Regions from separate parts of the Ovis canadensis genome. Here region 1 is linked to region 2. Evidence: chromatin contacts called from public Hi-C data. All regions are on one chromosome and are shown on one strand. The core of a region is the stretch at or near the end of the contact, and the rest is flanking DNA. Distances in the headings are between cores, read along the strand shown.

The links. Hi-C and Micro-C count contacts between places; a contact is called where the count stands out from the background.
Region 1: a contact with region 2 is called in a Hi-C map of fibroblasts, with 5 times the contacts expected there. The contact joins the promoter of JARID2 here to the enhancer-like site in region 2. A contact is called at or near these places in 2 of 2 Hi-C or Micro-C datasets (fibroblasts and lung).

What each region holds. Positions count from the first base shown.
Region 1 is chr20:56,243,467-56,246,702 of ARS-UI_OviCan_v2, forward strand. JARID2 (jumonji and AT-rich interaction domain containing 2) reads right to left here and starts at 1,762. Exons shown (of 19, transcript XM_069563841.1): 1 at 1,419-1,762.
Region 2 is chr20:56,085,328-56,088,632 of ARS-UI_OviCan_v2, forward strand. The region is part of intron 4 of JARID2 (jumonji and AT-rich interaction domain containing 2); the gene reads right to left. Among named protein-coding and RNA genes, the nearest start is that of JARID2, 160 kb to the right of the region's middle. Within about 2 kb of position 1,419, the one cell type or tissue checked has open chromatin away from gene starts, as enhancers often do. A contact at or near this core is called in fibroblasts, where this site is marked.

The DNA.
Region 1 (3,236 bases), core at 512-3,011, 160 kb after region 2:
TGAAGGTCCTTAGTGTCTGAGCTGTAGTTACATCTTGGAAAAGAAAAGGGAAAGATAAATAAAAAATGTTGGAAGTCACGTTTGTGCTGCAGCAGCAGTGCGAGCAGAAGAGTCAACTCCAGCGGCGGCGGCGGCGGCGGCGGCGGCAGCACCACAGCGAGGGCTCGCCGAGTCTCTTTTTTCCAAGCCCCCTAACCAATGAGATAGAGGCTATCCAGCCCAACTTTAAATGGACTCTGCTTTTATACAAGTTAGGGCTCCTCGGATAATTCCCCGCCGGACGCCAGCCGAAAACTCCCACAGCTGGGCCACCAGGAGCCCGCCTACTCCGGTGCCGACAGCCCCTGGCCCAGCCCAGAGGACCCTCACGGCCCCGTCGACGAGATACCCGAGAGGCCTCGACAAACCCTTCTAGGGCCACCCCGCAGGCATCGCTCCCACGCCAAGCCTAAGACTGGAATTGAGAGAGGCTCCCTAGCTCAATGCATGGCACGCTCGGTCGCTCCACCTCACCCCCTTTCCCCAGCTTGCCGCTCACCCCTCGGCCGCCACAACGCTAGACCCCGCCACGCCTCGTGTCTACCTGCAGCCGGGCTGCTGGGTGCCAGTGCCCCAGGACTCCTGGCCCCGGGGAGAGCCGCCTATTCCCGGGGCACCTTAGAATGGTCCCCTTGATCTTCTGGAAGTTGTAGTCCCCCGACTACAAAATGGCTATGGCCATGAGCGCTGGGAACTACAATTCCCAGCCTGCCCCGCAAGCCTGTCACTCAACTCCCTTCCCCTCCTCCCCGCCCCCGCCCCCCTCGCCGGCCCTGCCAACAAACGCTTGGACGTGTCCCGCGTGTGACACTGAGCGAGGCTGGCTCGGGATTGGCCCGCAGAGCGTGTGGTCCGCGAGCGAGGAACTCCCCACGCCGGCCCGCCCCCGCCCCCCGACCACGGCCCCCCTCCCCCCGCGGCGGCCGGCCCCCTCCCCGCGCGCCCCGCCCCCACCCGCGGCGCGAACCGCCTGTGGAATCGAGGAATCGCGCGCGCGCCGCGCCGAGCGGCGGGGGAGGGACGCGCCGCGTCCCGGGGGAAGGCCTCGGAGCGTGGCGGCGCGGGGGGCGGTGTCGGCTAGGGGTTGGAGCCCGTCCTGAGGAAAACTGGGCCACGCACCAAGAGGAATCCTCGGTGCGAACTAGTTGATCGGCGGCGCCTGCTGCCTCGGCGGCACAGCCGGTGTCACCTCAGGACACCGCCTCGCGTCTCCACACGGAGCGTGCTGCGGTCGGGCTCGGGGGGAGCCCGAGGTCACCTCGCGGAAAGGCCACCTCCCGGCGCGGCACGCGGCCTGGCGGGCGAGAACGGCGTCGGGGGTGGGGGGACCCCAAAAGGGAAGCCCCGGCCGCCGCCTCCTATACAAAAAAAAAAATCACCGTCTTTTAAGAGATCGCGCTGGATCTTGGCTGGTCCCGGCGTCTCTTGCGTCTGGAGTGCCTGTTAGCGAGGCTACAACGTTGAGGGGAAACGAGTGGAATATGGAGTCCGAGCCACACAGACCCGCACACCGCGAGGAAGCGTCTGGAACGCCGATTGCCGGGAATACCACCCGCGGTAGCCACGCGAGAACCCGCGTTCTACCTGCCTCTGCCCCCTGTTGTGCTCATTTAATCGTTGATCTAAATGAAGGAGGCGGTCCCGGTGTATCTCTTCGGCCTTCGCTTTATTAGCTACTTCAAGTCTCTCTTAGCCAGTCTGCATTGTTAATTTCCTTATTCGCACCGTATGTGTAGAGCAGTGATGTTTTAAAGGATCTCCTCTCGGGCAGTTCTTTTAAGAAACGAGAAGTGAAATTAAGTACGCCTTCATACTCATTCCTATACATTCAATTCTCCTTCCCATCCCCTAGATTCTCCTTATGTCGGAAGTATCATAATCGTTAGGTTTTATTCGCAGCAGTGTTTGAAGTGTTTGAGGAGTGTCTAGAAAGGTCTCAGAAACTGGAGGTGAGAGACCTGTCACACCACCCAGGGCCCTTTCCTAAAAGGTACAGGATGGCCTGTCTGAGCTGGTCGATTTCCTCATCAACAAATTAGTGATCATCACATCTTATGGAGTGGATTATGTAATAGTGTTAGCCCAGCTAAAAAACAGACACGTTATTAAAAGATTTCAGTAAATCAGATAAAGTTTTGCCTTTGCTGCACAGCATGGTATGCTGGATCTTAGTTCCCTGATCAGGGATGGAACCCGTGGCCCTGAAGTGGAATCACAGTCCTAACGGTTGGGCCACAGGGGAATTCTCAATAAAGCGCTATTTTAAAATGCTTTTTAATTATGACTTTACCTTTTTTTAAAAGATCTGCTTTCAAAATTGAAATAATGTGTCATATGTTGATTTCAGTCATAAAAATAAATGACCTTCTGTGCCTTCATATGGCACATATCCTGAAGGACCCAATAGAACAGATTCCATTTTTCCATACTGGCCACCCAAGTGACTTTATACAAGTGACTTTTTACAATGAGGTGGTTTCAAGAGACTTTCTGATTATTATGACCTGTATACTGGCAGCCTCCACTTCACACTCAGGGTTTTAGCCAGCTCTCAGGAGGTTTAATGTCAGATCTGCCCTTCCCCAGGCAAAATTCTTAAGAACAAAGGTGGGTTTCTTCTAGGTTCTCTCAGCTAGCCTCTGAGGCTAGGCTTCTCCATCCCCAGGCGGAGAACTCCCCTGCTGAGCTACCAACTCCAGGTCACCACATAAAAACCATTCTAGTTGAGGCTGGAGGGCAAGCGAAAGGAAGGAATTTGCTCATTTCCAAAAGATTTGGATAACATTCATGTTGTTTTCCCTGAAAGGGAAAATAGACTGGTCTTTTTAGGGGTTGAAAGCTTTTCCTGTTGTGGAAGCAACTATCTCCTGATGAACTTCCTTTTACCTTTCCTGTCTTTTTACCCCTCTTTTTCGTCCTCTATCAGTGAATTATCACTCTTTCTCCTGATGATTTTAACCTCTTCCAGCACTTATCTTGACCTCTTCAAGTCGTGGTGTGAGGGATAGGAGGGTGGGGGAAGACCTCACTAGGTACAGTGTTGCTACAGGACCTACATGCCCCCACTGATCTCATCTGAAGACAGAGAACACTCAAAAGTCCTTTGTTAAGAAGCACACAGCTCAGTAGAAAAGGCAGACTCATGACTGACTATGATACCTCTGAAAAGTACTGTATTTGAACTATGAAAAGGTGGT
Region 2 (3,305 bases), core at 169-2,668:
ACTGAACTGAACTAAACAGTCCCGAAGCCTGAAGGCAGACCTTTGTGAAACTTAAAGAAACAGATACAGCAGGTGAAGACTCTCAGCCCTCCAGGCTCTCATCCTTCCAGGAACCTAACTCATTTTAAGTGGCTGTGAAAACAAAGTACAAATACTTGACAGGGAAAAACGTCCTGAGAAAGACACTTTGTGGCAAGGTTGAGGAGAAAAGAGATCCCTCGCACACTGCCACTGGGAGAGTGGATTGGTGCAGCTAACTTTGCAAAACACCACAGAGGTTCCTCAAAAAAGGAACAGAGCTACTAGGTGATCAAGCACTTCCATGTGTGGGTGTTTACCCAAAGGAAATGAAGTCGCTATCGCAAAGAGATTCCTGTGACCCCATGTCCACTGCAGCATTATGTACAGGACGAATGGATAAAGAACACATGTGCGACCCGTGTACTGGAATATTATTCAGCCATTAGAAAGGAAGCTCTGCCATTTGTGACAACATGGATGGTCGCCCAGGGTGTCACACTAAATCAGACAGAGAAAGAGAAACACTGTGTGATCCTTCCATGTGGAATCTAAAAAACCAAACTCAGAGAAACAAGAGTAGATTGGCGAGTGCGTGTGTGTGTGTGTGTGTGTGTGTGCGCGCGTGTATGGCCAAGGTAAAAACTTCCAGTTATAAGATGAGTAAGTTCTGGTGATCTAATGTGCACCATGGTGACTATAGTTAATATTATATCCCACATTTGAAAGATTAAAAAATAAAAGTGCATTAAAAAATGAAAATGCATGAGGCAACGAATTCACTAACCAACCTTACTGTGGTAATCGTTCCATAATATATACACACACCAAATCAGGCTGTACACCTTGAACTCTGCACAAGGTTACATGTCAATTACATCTCAATAAAGTTGGGGGGTGGGGAGAGAGAGACAAGACAGGACCCAATGACTAACATTCAAATGTAACCTAACATCCCAGAAATTTAAAATAAACTAGCCAGAATGAAAGATTTAACTTGGTATTAAATCAAGCATTTTTCTATTAAAACAAACCCAAATCTATTCATGGAGCAGAAAGAAAAAATTTAAGACAGACCACAAAACGTCAAAGAAATGTCCCAGATACAGAAAGCCGAGGAGCCCTATTCTATTGTTGACTGTCCATCTTCTCATGGCCCCCAGAGAGATGAGGAAACAGTGGTTCAAGACAAGTATTTGGTGACCTGAGCAGGATTAAGCCACTACTGAATACTCTTAGAGAATGCACAATAACATTCTGTCAAAATGCTTGAATTAACAGCCCATGGAATGCACATAATGGAATTTTGAGGCACTTGGATAAATGAATGGGTTCATTGCCTGTGGAGGGGCAGGGAGCGGGAAGGAGCCTCTGTTGTCATGGTGACTGTAAACCAATGCATTCCTTTCTACACTTGACAGTGGTTAAAATAAACACAGATGAGAACTGACCCTATTTGCCCTTGCAAGAATCCTGTGACATTCCCTCTCCCCAGTCATCTCCTCTGGAGAACTGCTCCACCCCACTCTCGGTGCACACTTGCTTAGAGGCATCGCCGCTCCCAAAAAGGAACCCGCGAGCCGAAAACACAACACTATCATTTTAAAAGATAAAGCCACTGAGAAAATGGAAATGAGAACATCAGGATATAGCACTGCCTTTCACGGCAAACGTGACTAGAAGCATGGATTCTGTGCTCCAAGGGACAGCGACAGGGTTAGTGTCATCTCTCCTCCTCTGATCTGAAACACAACATGTTTTCTAAAGACACAGAAACTGCTGGGCACACAGTGAACGGCGGAAACAGACTTATGGAGGTGTGTGTGTGTTTTACGGGCAGATTCCCCCGCTGGGTATAAATTAAACTAAATCCTATGCAAGCTGGAACATGTGGAATCAGGGCGAGAACAAGAGGTGCGCTGGCACCTCCGTGTGTACGTACTCTCACCCCCACTGCACCGCTGTTGTGCACACACACACTCACACACAGGCCCTGGAAGGGCTGCAGGGAAAAGGCTTGGTAGAATCATGAGAACAGGGATGGGACGGATATCACACTGTCTGCCTGGCAGCCAGACGCCACACGTGAATACCAAGTAGGAAACAAAAGAAGAAATCAGTTGCAGGAACACAGGGGTGGTGGCAGTTTTGGGGCTCAGTCGTGTCCAACTCTTTGCAACCCCATGGGCTTCGAAGCCCGTGAGGCTCCTCTGTCTGTGGGATCTTCCAGGCAAGAATACTGGAGTGGGTTGCCATTTCCTCCTCCAGGGGATCTTCCTGGCCCAGGGATCGAACCTGGATCTCCCACAATATGGGCAGATTCTTTACCATCTAAGCCACTAGGGAAGCCCATTGTCCACTTTGGTGAGTGTTTTGGTAGCAGGAAAACACTTCCACTCAGTATGCCCTCAGGCAGGGCACACATACCACAAAGAAACAACTACCTAAAGTCAAATTGCACCAGAAAAAAAAAAAAAAAAAAGAGGTGGGGGTGGAGAAGAGGTAGCGTGCAGCCAGCGACCTGTCTATAAATAATTTCAAATAAACCGCAAGGGAAGGAACGACATCACGGTTCTGTTTCTGCACAAGGCAGATGAACAAACTGAGAAAGGAACTGTCTGGAGACATATCAAGACAAAGACCTCAAAAGCCGTCATCTCAAGCAGGCATGGCAAGAGCGGCTAAGGCCCCAGCTTTTTCTATAAAGGGGAAAAGAGGGCAGAAAGACAAATTCGGACCACGCTGCACCCACGGGGCTGAGTAAAGGTTTGTTCAAAGGTGAACCCAAAGCAGAAAGCAACAAGATGATCACAGCTCACCAAAGGGAAGAAAAATCTGATTCACTGACATTCTTAAAGGAGCCACACAGACTATCAAGCGGCGACCAGGGGAGAATATGGCTGAGAGATCTCAAGACTTTTGGGAGCAAAGGCTGAATCTACCTAATGACAGCGAGCGGCTCTCAGATTTCTGAATTGTGGGCTTCACCTCTGGCCTTTCACACAGTGACTCCACAGAGAACAGTTATTTAGTATTTGGTGAAGGACAGTAATATGCCCAGAGCTTTAAACCATGAAAAGCACTTAGTCTAGTGGCTATCCGCCAGCCAGCAGCAGGAGAATCGCCTGCGAACTCATTAGAAATGCAAAACCTCAGACCAATGGAATCAGAAACTGGTGGGGGAGGAGGGAGACACTCCACAAGCTGAGTTTCAACAAGTCCTGCAGGTGGTTCCCTACACACTCAGGTGGGTTAGAGCCAGCCCTGTAAGGTACTGTGGTCACCAC